Regions from separate parts of the Mus musculus genome. Here region 2 is linked to region 1. Evidence: chromatin contacts called from public promoter capture Hi-C data. All regions are on one chromosome and are shown on one strand. The core of a region is the stretch at or near the end of the contact, and the rest is flanking DNA. Distances in the headings are between cores, read along the strand shown.

Region 1 (3,464 bases), core at 905-3,404:
ATTAAGATGTTTCTTAGCATCCTACACTGAAGAACAATTCATTAAAAATATCTCTGCCTGCCTTCCAATTATGGTCACAGCTCTCTGACTAGGAAGCCAATTATATCACTCTGATAGTATTACAGCTTGAGCTCTACCACATTAATGAAGTCCTGTTCCTAAATATGGAACCAGTATGGGGGAGCCATTCCTGGCCCAAGGCCTCTCCATCCTGCGGACACCAGGACCTGAAATGAAAACAGTTCATGCAGTCTTCATTCAGACGGAAGGGTCTCACGTGCTTGCTGGAAATGAACTGAAACCACACGCAAGGCTAAGATTATATAACATGAAAGATTTCCACTATTTAGTGTTGAAGGGCTATCTTCTAAACAGCAAGCTTATCGCTGACCCTAGAAAATCACCTTTCCCAAATTTGACGGTACTGACCACAGACTGCTGTAGGCAAAACACTGCGGTCAGCACACAAAGCAGGTTAGGTCCAGCTTTTATGCTCGTGGGGTCGGTCAGAGTTGCAAAACATCTAAAAAAGCAAGCCATGTGGTATGGGTTATGTCAGGATTTTTCACAAAACAGTCATTGAAAGAGAGTGCCCCTAGGGTCCATGGCGTCTAAGATCATGTAGTGTACAGAGAAATAAGCAGAAGACCCTGCCAGTCTCTGCCTATGAAGGAGACAAGGAAAACAGCAAGCTTTCACATTAGTTAGATATGTTTGAGATTCCTTAGGAAATATTAGGTTACATAGGAATAAGGAAACAGAAGACAGACGTCTTCCTGTGAGCTGAGACAACAGAACGACGAATGCTGAGCTGCTGATTGCAGCCTTTGCAAACTGCTTGTCCCCTTCTCTGTTTCTGGAAAGGGTCACATCTGCTCCTCTCTCACCAGCATCTACTCAGACCCCAAGTTCTGTTTGCTAAAGATAAAACTGTCATTGTTTATTATTATTGTTGTTGTTTGTTTGTTTGTTTCTCTCATATAACACATCTCGACTACTATCTCCCTCCCTCTACCCTTCCCAGTTTCCCCCAAAACCTCTTCTCTATCCCAGATCGGTGGAATCCAGGATCTTCCGTTTCCCTTCAAAAAAAGAGCAGGGCCCTCAGGGATATCAACATGGCATAACAAGCTGCAATAGGATTAGATGCAAACCCTCACATCAAGGCTGGACAAGGCAGCCCAGAAGGAAGAAAGGGGTCTGAAAAGCAGGCAAAGGAGGCAGAGACAGCCAACACTCCCAACAAAACCTCTGAGTTATACAACCATAACATATACCCAGAGGACTTAGTGCACACCTATGTAGAATCTATGGTTGCTACTACAGTCTCTGTGAGCCCTTATGAGCCCTGCTTAGTTGATCATGTGGGCCATGTTCTCCTGGTGTCCTCAATCCCTCCTTGTCTGCTAGGGTTCCCTGAGCTCTGCCTAATGTTTAGGGATAAAACTGCAGATATCAGCTTCTGTAAAACTTGCTTAGTCTTGAGAAATGTATCCTTTGGGATGGGGATAAAAAAAATCACCCTAATATGGCCACAAAATTATGCCAATGCCTAACCCTATATAAACCATGAAATATTTCTGATCAGCACTGGGTTTCTTTAGGCAATAGCAACTCACTGATTAAAGAATTTTTCCTTTAATTCCTTTAATTCTCATTCAAGAAGGTTGAAGCCTGGCCTCAGTGCCTGTGCCCAGCACCTCAACACATTTGAATAGAGAGCAATTAGAAGGCAGGACAAAGGAAACTCTCCTGGGTCCTCTTGAACAATGACAACAGGGACAAAAGAAGCTGGCTACATTGTATCCTGTCCCTATTTGTTTCTCTTTGTGTCCCACATGCTCCTGGTGGAGAGTGGGGGCTGACAACCCGTGCTGATTCCTCTTGTCCTATAGCAGGCGGCTTGGACCATGCTTGGCTGCAGACCTGGGAGCTCACCTATTTTCCTCTGTTCATGAAGACCATAATATTGTCACATCTGCATGCATACAAGGTGCTGATGGCTTAAATACCTTATCTTCATTCAAACATTTTAGCTACTCTAGGAAATGGTTGTAACTCGTGGCCATTTTACAGATGAAGAAATACAGTGCATGCAGGAGCCAAGCAGCTATCAGGTTTGCACAGCTGGTATACAGTGGAAGCAGCTCCTGTTGCCATAGAAACCTTCCTCAAGGCAGAGAGCCCCTATGAACATAGCCTTCCAGGCTGAGCAGGCCAGAAGCCTGTTTTAGAAGAAGGGCTTTAGTGACAATATGCGTTCACATTTACAATCCACACTTGCCTTAAGCCCCATTGTCTTTCTTAACATTGCTACACTGTCTTAGGTTTTAAATTTAGACTTACACTTGTCTCTGTGCAGATCATCTCCTCTCCTCATTGTAAGCTACTGGAGACAGGGATTACCAGAAATTGGATACTGGGGCTGGGGAGCTGGCCTAGAAGGAAAGGTGTTTGTAGCTGATGATGCAAACTGGACCAGCTGAGCTAAAGCCCTGGAACACACATGAAGGCTCTGGCTCCACAGTTCTCCCCATGCTCATCGTGGCATGTGCACCCACATACATATCATACAGTCACCCATATATCATATCATGTACACACAGTAATACTTAAAAAAAAAGAGTCTGCTATTGTTTAGATGACTCTTAGCATTGCTTGTGTTGTATAGCAGATTCCTCTAATGTCAAAACCTTGGAGAGAAGCTCTTCAGGATGCAAGATGTTAAAATGGAGGTAAAATAACAAGGTGCTCTAAGGGAAGGTGAAATACCTCACCCTGTAGCTTGAGGACTAAACAACACAATAGCCTCAGGAAGTCCCTACAAACGACCAGACTTGCTGGGCTCCTCTTTTCGCAAGCATATATAAGCATGGGACTGCTAAGAGACTCTTAGATGGGCTGAGTCACTTGAAAGAGCCTCACAGACCAACTTAATTACCTAGAAAAACACTCCAACCCATAGAGCTGACTTCAGGCTTGGCAGTGTGCTCCAGGTTTCCAGCTTACATGACCCATGCTGGGATGGGCTTTTGTTGATGCTGCTGTCTTTGAGTCATTTCTGCTTCTAAAAATAACCCATCACTCATATTCTTGTAAGTATCCCCCCCCACAAAAAAAACTCATTGGTTCACCAAATTGGACTTTGATAATCTCCTTACAGCCTGTCATCACTTCTGTATCTGAGGTGAGCGGATGTCTCCCTAGGAATAGTGTCACACAATAGCTAGTAAATATGTTCTCCATTCCTATGTCCCCTTTGCTCCAGGATTCTATACGCATGCTCAGTACTTCAAGCTGATTGCTTGAATGAAAGAGTGATGATACACAGAGTAACTTCATTTCAGAATTTTAGGCACAAACTCTGCATATCATTTTCATCCCTCAGACTCCACTTGGCATGTTTTATGTTGCAAAATAAATATATAAATTAAAAAAAATAATGGCAGGAGGGCTCATTATGA
Region 2 (3,651 bases), core at 692-3,191, 220 kb before region 1:
AGATGGCTCAGCAGTTAAGAGTACTTCCTGTTCTACCAGAGGAAATAAGGGTTAGTGCCCAGCATCCAAGTCGGGAGCCTCACAAACAAGATGTGAACAAGCCGGATGTTGTGGCGCACGCCTTTAATCCCAGCACTCGGGAGGCAGAGGCAGGTGGATTTCTGAGTTCGAGGCCAGCCTGGTCTATAAAGTGAGTTCCAGGACAGCCAGGGCTATACAGAGAAACCCTGTCTCAAAAAACCAAAACAAACAAACAAACAAACAAAAAAGGATGTGCAAACAAGATTGTGCTAAGTGCCTCAGGCACCAAACACACAGGCTAGGGATGTGGCTCAGTTGGTAGGATGCTTGCCTAGCGCTCATCAAGCCCTAGGTTAGACCCCAGCATCCTATAAACCAAGCATGGAGTGCACACATGTAATCCCATCCCCAAGGATGTGGAGAACAAGAGGAGCATTAGCTCAAGGTCAGTCTCCGCTAGATGCCAAGTTTGAGGTCATCCTGAGCTCCATGAGATCTTGTCTCAAAGGAAGATAGGGGGTGGGCTGAAGAGGTGTTTCAGTGTTAAAACTTCAGTACCCACATTTGTTAGCTCATAGCTGCCTGTAATTCTAGCTTCAGGACATTTGGCGCCCTCTTGGACTCTATGGGTACCCACCCACACATGCATGCATCCACACCCACAAACACACACATATATAAAAATAAATATTAAGAAATAAACAGTAAGCCTGAGGAGATGGCTCAGTGGTTAAGAGCACACACTATCTGCTCTTCTAGAAGACTCAGGCTCCATTCCCAGCACCCAACCACCTGCAGCTCAGGTTCCAAGGGATCTGATACCCTCTTCTGGCCTGCACATGCTGCACAGACATACATGCAGGCAAAACACCCATACACACAAAATAAAGCTAAATAAATATTTTTAAATAAATAAAATGGGATAGCTGGTCATGGTGTCACATGACTTTAATCCTGGCACTCAGAAGATAGTGGATCTGTGTGGATTTAAAGCCAGCCTGGTCTACATACCGTGCTCTAGCCCAGCCAGGGCTACATTGAGTCTTTGTCTTAAAACCAAAACAAGACAGGCAGGCAGGCAGGCAGACAGGAAGATAGATGATAGATAGATAGCTAGATAGATAAATCTGGAGAGACGGGTCAGCTGTTGAAGGTTAAGCTAACAACTAAAAAGAAAAAAATAAATCAGTAACTGCACACATGCACAGTATGTTAGGTGAATTATTGTATAATGTCAGTAAAGTAGTCGCATCTACCAAAGATCAATCGAGGCACTATGGGTCCTCCTGTGGAAAAAAAGGAGTCACCAACAGTAATATATGGGTGGAGGCTCATGTCCGGTTCTGTCTTCTCCCCACTTTCATCTCCTGAGCTCAGCATCCTCAGACAACCTGTTCAAGGGTCTCAAACAAGACCAACCATTGGCCAAAGTGATAGCTGGTGGTAACCAGGGCTGTCCATGTATCAGTAGCACCAATTGATAATGCTGCTAAGCAAGGCTGTCATCTGCCTGTTTACTTTGCTTTGATTTGTTTTACTCTGGTTTACTCAGTCCCAGGTTCCCCCAATAGGCAGGTCAATCCTCCCCATTCCCTTCTGTAAGCAAGGGCAACCCACACCCTCGTGAGCCTTCCCTCCCAGCCTCCTGTGTTTGAGCCGAGAGCCTTCCCAAGTGAGGAATCTGAAGTTGTCAAGATCCCTTCAGTCCCAGCAGAGTGGGCTCCTGATCAGATTCTCTCCCAGACACTCAGCCTCACTTGGGAGCAGAAGCTAAGACCAGATGAGCTCAGGAAGAGCTCATAGGTGTCCCTGAGGGGCCCAAGCATTTGCTGCCTTGCTGCTCTGCATGGAAAAACAAGGCTGGGTGGGGGATGGCAGGCCTGTTTGCACACCACACTGTTCAAACAGACTCCCCTGCCGCAGACACCTGTGCGGTGGAGGACAGGGCAGGCAGTGGCAGGGGCTCTCACCTCTTCCAACTCTTTCACAGCCACCCTGACAGCTGCTGCAGAGTCCTGGCCACATCATGCCCCGTGCTGGGGTCTGCGGCTGCTGGGGTGGCCAAGTATTGCCCCTGCTTCTGGCCTATATCTGCTACCTACTGCTTGGGGCCACCATCTTCCAGCTGCTGGAGAAGCAGGCAGAGGCTCAATCCAGGGACCAGTTCCAGCTGGAAAAGCTACGCTTCTTAGAGAACTACACCTGCCTAGACCAGCAGGCCCTGGAGCAGTTTGTACAGGTGAGAGTACAAAAGAATGGGACAGGAAGAGTGGGGAGGCAATGGAGGGGCTAGTGGCAGGAACAGAGCCACTACCCAGAGGTTGGTTCCCCTTTGGAAGCAGAGTGTGGAGGAAGCTTGAGCCTGGAGAGATCTAGTCCGGGGCCCCGATTCTCAGGTCTGTTATGTGACCTTGCCAGTCACTTAACCTAAATGTCCTCATCAGTAAGATGAGAAGAAAAAATATATCTGGGATTGGGAAGTTGGCTCAGCCAAGCATCTGCCAAACAAATATAAGGACCTGAGTTCTAGACCCAGATGTCCCCACACCCCCAGAGGTGGGCGGGCAAGATGGCTCAGCGAGTAAAAGCACTTGGCACGGAGCAGAGCCTGATGGCTGCCGTTCAAGTCCTGAAACTCACATAGGGAAAGGAGAGACAACTCCTGGAAGTTGTCCTCTGATCTTGACATGCACACAATGGTACATGCATTTCCACATGCATATAAACACACCCATATCCACACACACTGTTATGTACTAATTAAAATGTAATTTAAAAAAAAAAAGTCAGGCATGGCGGCTTGTAATCTCAACACTGGAACGGCCTAGACAGGCAGATCCCTTGGGCTCTATGGCCAGCCAGCCTTGCCAAATGGGCAAGCCTCAGGCCAGTAAGAGAGCCAGTCTCAAAAAAAAAAAAAGAAAAAAAAGAAAAAGAAAAAGAAAAGAAAAGAAAAGAAAGAAAGAAAGAAAGAAAGAAAGAAAGAAAGAAAGAAGGAGAAAAGGAAAGGTGGAAAGCTAGACAGACAGCTTAGTAGGAAAGAGTACTTTGTAAGTAGAGGGACCTGGCCCCCATGTACATCTCTGGGTATGGCTGCAAGTGCCTGTGACCCCAGCATTGGGTTGGTGGGTTGGGGAGACAGGTGGATCTTGAGAGCTCACTGGCTAGGCCAGAGCAGCCTAACCAAAAGGGCTAGCTCTATTTCAGTGACCCTGTCTCAAGGCAAAACCCAAACAAGGCCGATGGCTCTGTGGAATGACACCTGTGGTTGAGCCCTGGCCGCCTGCACAAACATATTCGTACACAACTCTGCACATAAGCAAATGGGAATAGACACATGTACATCCACAAAGAAAATGCACCTGCAGTCGACACACATGAACTGTCAGTCTTCAACACTCCAGAGATGTCCCCTCTCACACTCGCCCACTTCTCAGACTGCTGCTCCATAGGCTGGCTCCCAGCCTATCTCCCTGGGTAGAGACACACACAAAGGTTAGAACGAGCTGGGCTGGTAGACAGCGGCCAGGTGGGGTGGATGAAAGCTGCCAGAACTGGACCCCTAGGTGGTCTTACTTCCTGCCTGGGTTCCTCCTGCCTCCCTCTCTTTCAGAAACAAAGCAAAACTAG

Evidence for each region. Promoter capture Hi-C pulls out the DNA fragments that hold promoters and counts their contacts.
Region 2: a promoter capture Hi-C map of embryonic stem cells shows a contact between it and region 1, with 4 times the contacts expected there. The contact joins the promoter of Kcnk16 here to the enhancer-like site in region 1. A contact is called at or near these places in 10 of 39 promoter capture datasets (the C10 cell line, the HPC-7 cell line, cranial neural crest and 6 more).

Annotation. Positions count from the first base shown.
Region 1 is chr14:20,047,016-20,050,479 of GRCm38.p6, reverse strand. No RefSeq gene overlaps it. Among named protein-coding and RNA genes, the nearest start is that of Saysd1, 34 kb to the left of the region's middle. Within about 2 kb of position 2,154, at least 55 of the 459 cell types and tissues checked have an H3K27ac peak or open chromatin away from gene starts, as enhancers often do. A contact at or near this core is called in embryonic stem cells, where this site is marked.
Region 2 is chr14:20,267,559-20,271,209 of GRCm38.p6, reverse strand. It overlaps Kcnk16 (potassium channel, subfamily K, member 16), which reads left to right and starts at 1,941. Exons shown (of 5, transcript NM_029006.2): 1 at 1,941-2,260. The coding sequence starts at 2,048.